Regions from separate parts of the Mus musculus genome. Here region 2 is linked to region 1. Evidence: chromatin contacts called from public Hi-C data. All regions are on one chromosome and are shown on one strand. Each heading gives the region's core, a stretch centred on a gene start, on an enhancer-like site or on the middle of the called end of the contact. The rest is flanking DNA. Distances are from core to core; before and after follow the strand shown.

The links. A called contact is a pair of places that touch in the nucleus more often than the background predicts.
Region 2: a Hi-C map of the HPC-7 cell line shows a contact between it and region 1, with 4 times the contacts expected there. The contact joins the enhancer-like site here to the promoter of Runx1 in region 1. A contact is called at or near these places in 2 of 39 promoter capture datasets (the HPC-7 cell line and pre-B cells), 1 of 15 datasets of contacts at CTCF or cohesin (the G1E-ER4 cell line), 17 of 484 Hi-C or Micro-C datasets (the C2C12 cell line, CD4 T cells, CD8 T cells and 11 more), 1 of 115 datasets of contacts at active chromatin or transcription factors (the HPC-7 cell line) and 2 of 9 other capture datasets (adipose tissue and liver).

What each region holds. Positions count from the first base shown.
Region 1 is chr16:92,824,356-92,827,476 of GRCm38.p6, forward strand. It overlaps Runx1 (runt related transcription factor 1), which reads right to left and starts at 1,719. Exons shown (of 8, transcript NM_001111021.2): 1 at 1,579-1,719; 2 at 1,234-1,349. The coding sequence starts at 1,291.
Region 2 is chr16:92,882,319-92,885,310 of GRCm38.p6, forward strand. No RefSeq gene overlaps it. Among named protein-coding and RNA genes, the nearest start is that of Runx1, 58 kb to the left of the region's middle. Within about 2 kb of position 1,618, at least 61 of the 459 cell types and tissues checked have an H3K27ac peak or open chromatin away from gene starts, as enhancers often do. A contact at or near this core is called in the G1E-ER4 cell line, the HPC-7 cell line, pre-megakaryocyte-erythroid progenitors and 1 more, where this site is marked.

The DNA.
Region 1 (3,121 bases), core at 469-2,968:
ACACACATACATACACACACCACATATATACATACACACACACACACACACACACACCTTCCTCCAGTTTTCACGTTTCAGCATAGATGAACCATCACAACCTCAATAGCCTTTGTTGTGACAAAGTCGCCAGCAAGCCCTCGAATTCCCCTACTCATTTGGCTGTATGAATAAATAATGATTCACAGATACTGGCTGGGTGTGCACATAATTTGTATCCAGAAAACAAATGATTTCTTCCCCATCCCATCCCACTCCATTTTAGCTCTGCCAGAGCATCATACCACAAGCTACACGTCCTGATACACGGCCACGTCTTTGTGAGCTCTTTATGCCACTGTTTTTCTTTACTTAAGCTCAGTCCTCATCCTGAAAGACCCACCAAGCCCACATGGGCACTATGGCTGAACTCCAGCATTGTAAGTTCCATAAGGCCGCTGTAAAAAATGCAGGAAGGTTCAGGGACCTACGTGGTGCCAACCCATAAGTCTGTAATCTAGTAATTTCTGCTGTGACAGTGCGTGGACTTAGGAAATGGCTTCATAGTTCTTTCTGAGAGAGACTGTGTACCACAACTTGCTGGCTTTCTGTCTTGAGCAATGCCGGCTGCCTCTTTCAATTGAGGCTGAAAGAAAAACCACAGCACAACACAGCATCTTCTGATGGCTTTTCCCAGAACGAGTCTGCCCAAATCCTGCCCTCTGTGGACTTGCCACTTTGGCCCTGAAATCTCCGCACTGATCCAAGGTATACCTGTGAGCTGCCTCTCGGAGACCACTCTGCTGGCACCGGCTCTTCCGGCCAGCTAAGTACTGAGCCTGCTAAACCCAGGGGCAAGCCAAACTCAGAACCAGGGCCAGACAGCTTGCTGCCATCAGAGTAAGTGCAAGCGAATCATTCAGAGCAAGGCACAGCCAGATAAAACCCAAAGAGTGTCCTCCGCGCCAGCCTTCTAATCTCTGGGACTTTAACTGAGAGCGGCTCAGAGCACTTGACACAACTTTCACCCAGCGACCAAATATTTCAACAGCCTAAGCATTTATTAAAACATCCCCGCAGCACGGCGTCTGACAAATAATAATCTCGTGGTCTCAGAGTCAACAGCCTCTGTTTGAATTCCTCCCCCCACAAGCAGGCAGGGACTTCAGGCAGGCACCGGAGGGTCCACGGGCTGCCATCTTAGTCTGCGCAAAGCTGAGCAAAATCAGATATAAAAAAGACCAGCGTACTCACCTCTCATGAAGCACTGTGGATATGAAGGAAATGACTCAAAAATGCTGTCTGAAGCCATCGTTTCCTTTCGAAAACGCACCTCTCCTGAAGGCGGGGGATTCTATAATTTCTTTCACCTTCAGAGCAAAAACCAAGAAATGTCACTTACTCTGACCTCACCTCCCACCATGGCTCCCCACGTCTCTTTCTACCCCCAACCCTAACACTTCTGGTACTCCATGGGTCCTATGGGGTGGGGGTGGGGGAAAGAATTATTGCAGAAACAAATATTCAAATTGTTAAAGATTAAAAAAAGGAAAAAAAAAAGACGAAAGCACCGCCTATGCTGTGGGTTGAACTGCTCACCGCTCTGCGAAAGCCTGTGGTTTGCATTCAGTGTGATTCGTCCTGCCTGCTGACCACTGTGCTGGGCTTACACTTCTGACACTGCCAGGCTACCCAACTTGTGGTTCTGTGGTTGTTTATGAGGTCCAAAGAAGTTTTCACACAACCCAAATTACAAATTTAACTGTTCCCCTTTCCACAGCCCACCGCCATTGGCTCTTGCCAATCACGTGACTTAAGTGATGTCAATTTTTTTTTTTTAAACTTTCTGAGCTATGCCCTTCCTGCCCTCCACCTGCCCTCCCCCAGGCTGTGTAAGGAAACAGTTGAGCAGAGCTTAGCAGAGAGGGGCTGTAAGAGAAAAAAAAGCACAACAAACAAGCAAACAGAAATCCCCTGCCTCAGTCTTTTCTTGCTCTCTCTGTCCTGTGCGGATTTGGTGGCTTTCAGATCCTGTTGTTATTTGTGGTTTGAGGAACAACTGATTATTTAGATAAAGATTGCCTTGCTGTTTATTCAACAGCAATTCAACGTTGGCACCAACTTGCTGCTGAGCCCGGATGCGGCTCTCATCACTTAAATGCTGGGCACCAGCTCGGGAGAGCTGGGTTCTTGGTGAAAGCAAGTGAGACAGAAAAGTTAGAAAAGAAGACCAAGAGCCCTTTTCCGTGAGTGGCTGATCCTGGGAGGGCTAGGCTGGCAACCTACTGACATCTCAAAGCTTGGGAACAGTATGACACGTTTTAATTGTGGGATGAAAAGACCACTTTGATCAAAACCCAAATGATGTTGTCCTTGGCTTTCCCCTTGGCGGATAGGCTTAGCATGGACATCTCTTGGTAAGTAGAGGAAACAGTGGCGTTCTCTTCACACTGGCACCAGTTCCCACGCTCGCTTGCATTAGGAAGTTTTGTGGAGAGCAAAGGAGGAGAATTTCCTCACTCAGCAGAGCTGTGGCCTGTGGGCAGCTATCTGTTCATTGTTTGTACCAATAAAGCCTACTGGTAGCCTTTCCGAGCTCCACTCAAAGAAATGGGCCAAGTCACCCTGCTAGGGATAATTACTCTTTGAATCCATGAAGAGTAACTTGTGACTACCCAAGATCCTGCCTCCTCCTGGCCAGCCCCCGGAGGGGGATATTACACAGCCCTTCAGCCTCCAGAAGTCACATGGTCAGGGGACAGACAATAAAGACAAGATGATTCTGTGGGTGTGAGCTCTTCTGTTCACCTCCACCTATTGACCTCTTCGTTCTATCTGTTTTACTTGCTGAGAAGTGAAGCCTTAGTCTTCCTGGGATCCCCAGGCAGGGCCTGGCCTTCCTTTCCTTACTTGGGTCTTCCTTTTCCTCTGTTCAGTTTCCCTCCATTTCGAGGTGATGCCCGATGAGAGGCTGGGCCTTGAGCAGCGTAGCTCCAAGTGCCAGCCCTGGGTCCCAAATTCCAGGCATGCAAGGTACTTCTCTAAGTCTGAGCCCCAGAGGGAACTCTCATTTGGTTTTCATGGAGATAATTTTGCACACACAGTAGAGACCCAGGGTATTAATGATACAGGTCTTTCCAAA
Region 2 (2,992 bases), core at 368-2,867, 58 kb after region 1:
CTTTACTGACTTAAACTCTGGTGAAGGTGATTAGTGTTGGTGACCTTTCTGAACCAAAATATTCTGTTGTTTGATTATATTCTGTGCTTAATGCTGTGGTGTGTGAACACCGGCATCAATTCTGGGCTCCTTGCAGATTACCCTTGACTGACTCACTTGGCCTTAGACACTAATTTCTACAGTTCTGAAGAAATTTTCCTGATACTTATTTATTTCACAGTTTGGAGGAAAAAAAATCTTGATCATATTTACTCTTTCTTCTTCAGTTCTGAATGTTTTAAAATCTTCTATTTCTAACAAAGTTCATTATCATTGTATGGAATATTATCCATTTCTTACTATTATTTGATTAATATCATTTGCACACTATATTCACACAATGTGCATGATCTCCAGGAAACTGCATTTCAATCTGAAATAGAAAATCAAATTCTGTTCTGAGAATAATCAGGAAGAGGAATACTGGGTGGTAGTTGTCACCGTATGCTCAATGGACATCAGCCATCTATAATGTCCTGAGCTCCATATTATATGTTTTGGGCACAGTGAAGAATGTTTCTCTATTGACCTGAACCCATTGAGCCTGATTTTAAGTGAGGAGTACAAGTATGCACATGAGCAATATAAAAATTAGCCCAGGAGCTATGCACAACAGAGATAACTGGTCACCAATGGGCGTCATCTCTCTCTAGGCCTTTGATGGTAGAGCTCTTAAGTTGCCAAGGTTCAAAATTGCTTATGCAGCAACATCTTAAGAGAGAGGGGATCTTCCTTTGAACCCATACTTCCTCATACGCTCTAGATGCTGGCCACCATTAAGTTACACACACTTGACTGATTTTGTGTAGGGGTAGCTCTGGGTCAAGGTCATGATCCTATTACTAGGAGATGCTCAGTACAAACCCCGTCATTTGTGGCTTCATGGTGAGAACAATGTCATTACACATGGTACCTGGCCTTCTATCTTTCTAAACATGTCTTTCCATCGTGTGTATTTGTGTGTGTGTGTGTGAGAGAGAGAGAGAGAGAGAGAGACTCTGTATGCAAATGCTAACAGTAAAGTGTGTATTTATGTTTGTGCATATGTTTGTGTGGGTCTCCATTTGTGTATATGTGTGTAGTTTGTGTGTGTCTCCATGTGTCTATATGTGTGTATGTATATGCATAGTGAGCAGTTTCCTGAGGTCAACACCAGTCCTTCTACCTAATTCTACAAGTTCAATTATGCCTGGTCCCGCAATGCCAGCTCCGTCACCATCTACAGTTTGATCAAAAGCACAAAGGGTTCTCAGAGTACTGAGAGGAAGACCTTTGGGAGGGACTTATTTGGATAATTCAAGATTCTGACACTCAGGGGACCCTTGGTAACTCGACATCGATAACAGCTACAAACAAGCCCTGACAAGGCTGTGAGAAGACTCAGCCTCTGAGTATGAACATGCACACCATGGTCTTAGAAATACACTTTCCCGTCTGCTGTCGAAACACACGAACCATCTGAGAGCAAGCGAAAGAGAGAACGCATCGTTCCCACCACCTGATCTTCATTAGGTGGCCAGCGCTGCAAGCTGGCCTGTGTGCTGACATCAGTGGGGTCCGGCTGCCGGCAGATAAGTGGGAGCACATGGTACCGGCAAGATAAGACTCTGGTGGCCTGGGACAGATGTGAGCAGCCAGGCTCTTGCAGGGGGCCTCTGGGAAAAGCCCTGTTATTCTGAGCATTGTTCACACTTGCTAACAACTTGCCTTGAATGGGGCTTTCGACATGTTTCTTCCTTCAGCTCAGCGCTATCTGCCAGTTGTTAGTGTGGGCTATAGCCCGCACAGCAGCTTCCTGATGCTGTCAGCACAACAGGAAAGAGGCAAGAACTGAGAGTGATTTATAGGCCTGCGCTGACATAGCCTCAGACCGGTGTGAGCCCAGCCCTGAGCATTAGGCCAGTGCTAGCTGCCCCTACTTCTGAAAAGTGAGTTGTTCAGAGAGGGGAAGACCCATGTAGTGTTTCCAGGGAAAGATGAATAACAGAATAGGATGTGTGGTTGGCTCTCTATGTGTGGCTGAGCTACTGAGAAAAGTTCTATGGGACACTGCCATCCTAGGCTATCTGGTTATGTACACAGGCCAGAAAGACAGCCTTGTCTGATATTTCTTAGGCATCCTCCACATTGATTTTTAGACAAAATCTTTCATTGGCCTGAAACTCACCAAGTAGGCTAGTTCAGTAAACAAGTGTTAAATTGACTGGAGGAAGTGCTTTCCTTGGCAAATCAATCTCTTGAGATTTCAATACCCTTAATCTGAACACACATTGTATGGACCACCTGGAGAGACACATGCCAGCTAAACCTCCTGCCACTCTGGAGGGGGCATTTGGTGGCTCCTCACAGGAAACACAAAGATGATGGGATGCATTCTAAGTACAGAGCAAGGGTGGCATGGAGTAAAAGTCACACTATCCTGATGGGTCTAATTCAAGCCCATGCATGACATGCGTGCTAAGAGGGGAACATTCTGCAAACAAGTTAAAAGCAGATGGAGAGGATCCTGCAGGGAAATGTACAGAACGCATTCTGAGCAGGTCAAGCTGAGCCTCAAAGAACTGTTAGGATTTAAGACCATATAGCTCTTGGGAGGAAGCTCTGTCCATTGAGCATCATCACACAAACACAAGGACCAGTTCCCATCATCATCACCCACATGCAAAGCTGGCTGGGGGGGGGGGCTGGTGTAATCCCAGCATCAGGGAAGACAGAGACACGAGCAGCTTTGGGAGCCTGGTCACCCAACCCAGACCCCTGAGCAAGCTCTAGGCCCCAGTGAGATAACGTGGTTCAAAAGGACTGGGTCTAAAGCTCGTGCAGAACAATGCTAGTGTTAACTTCCTGTTCCAAAGAAATGCACATACAAACCTACAAGCATGCCCGTGTGCGCTCACACACACACACACACACACATATGCACACACATATACACACATACATGCACACATGA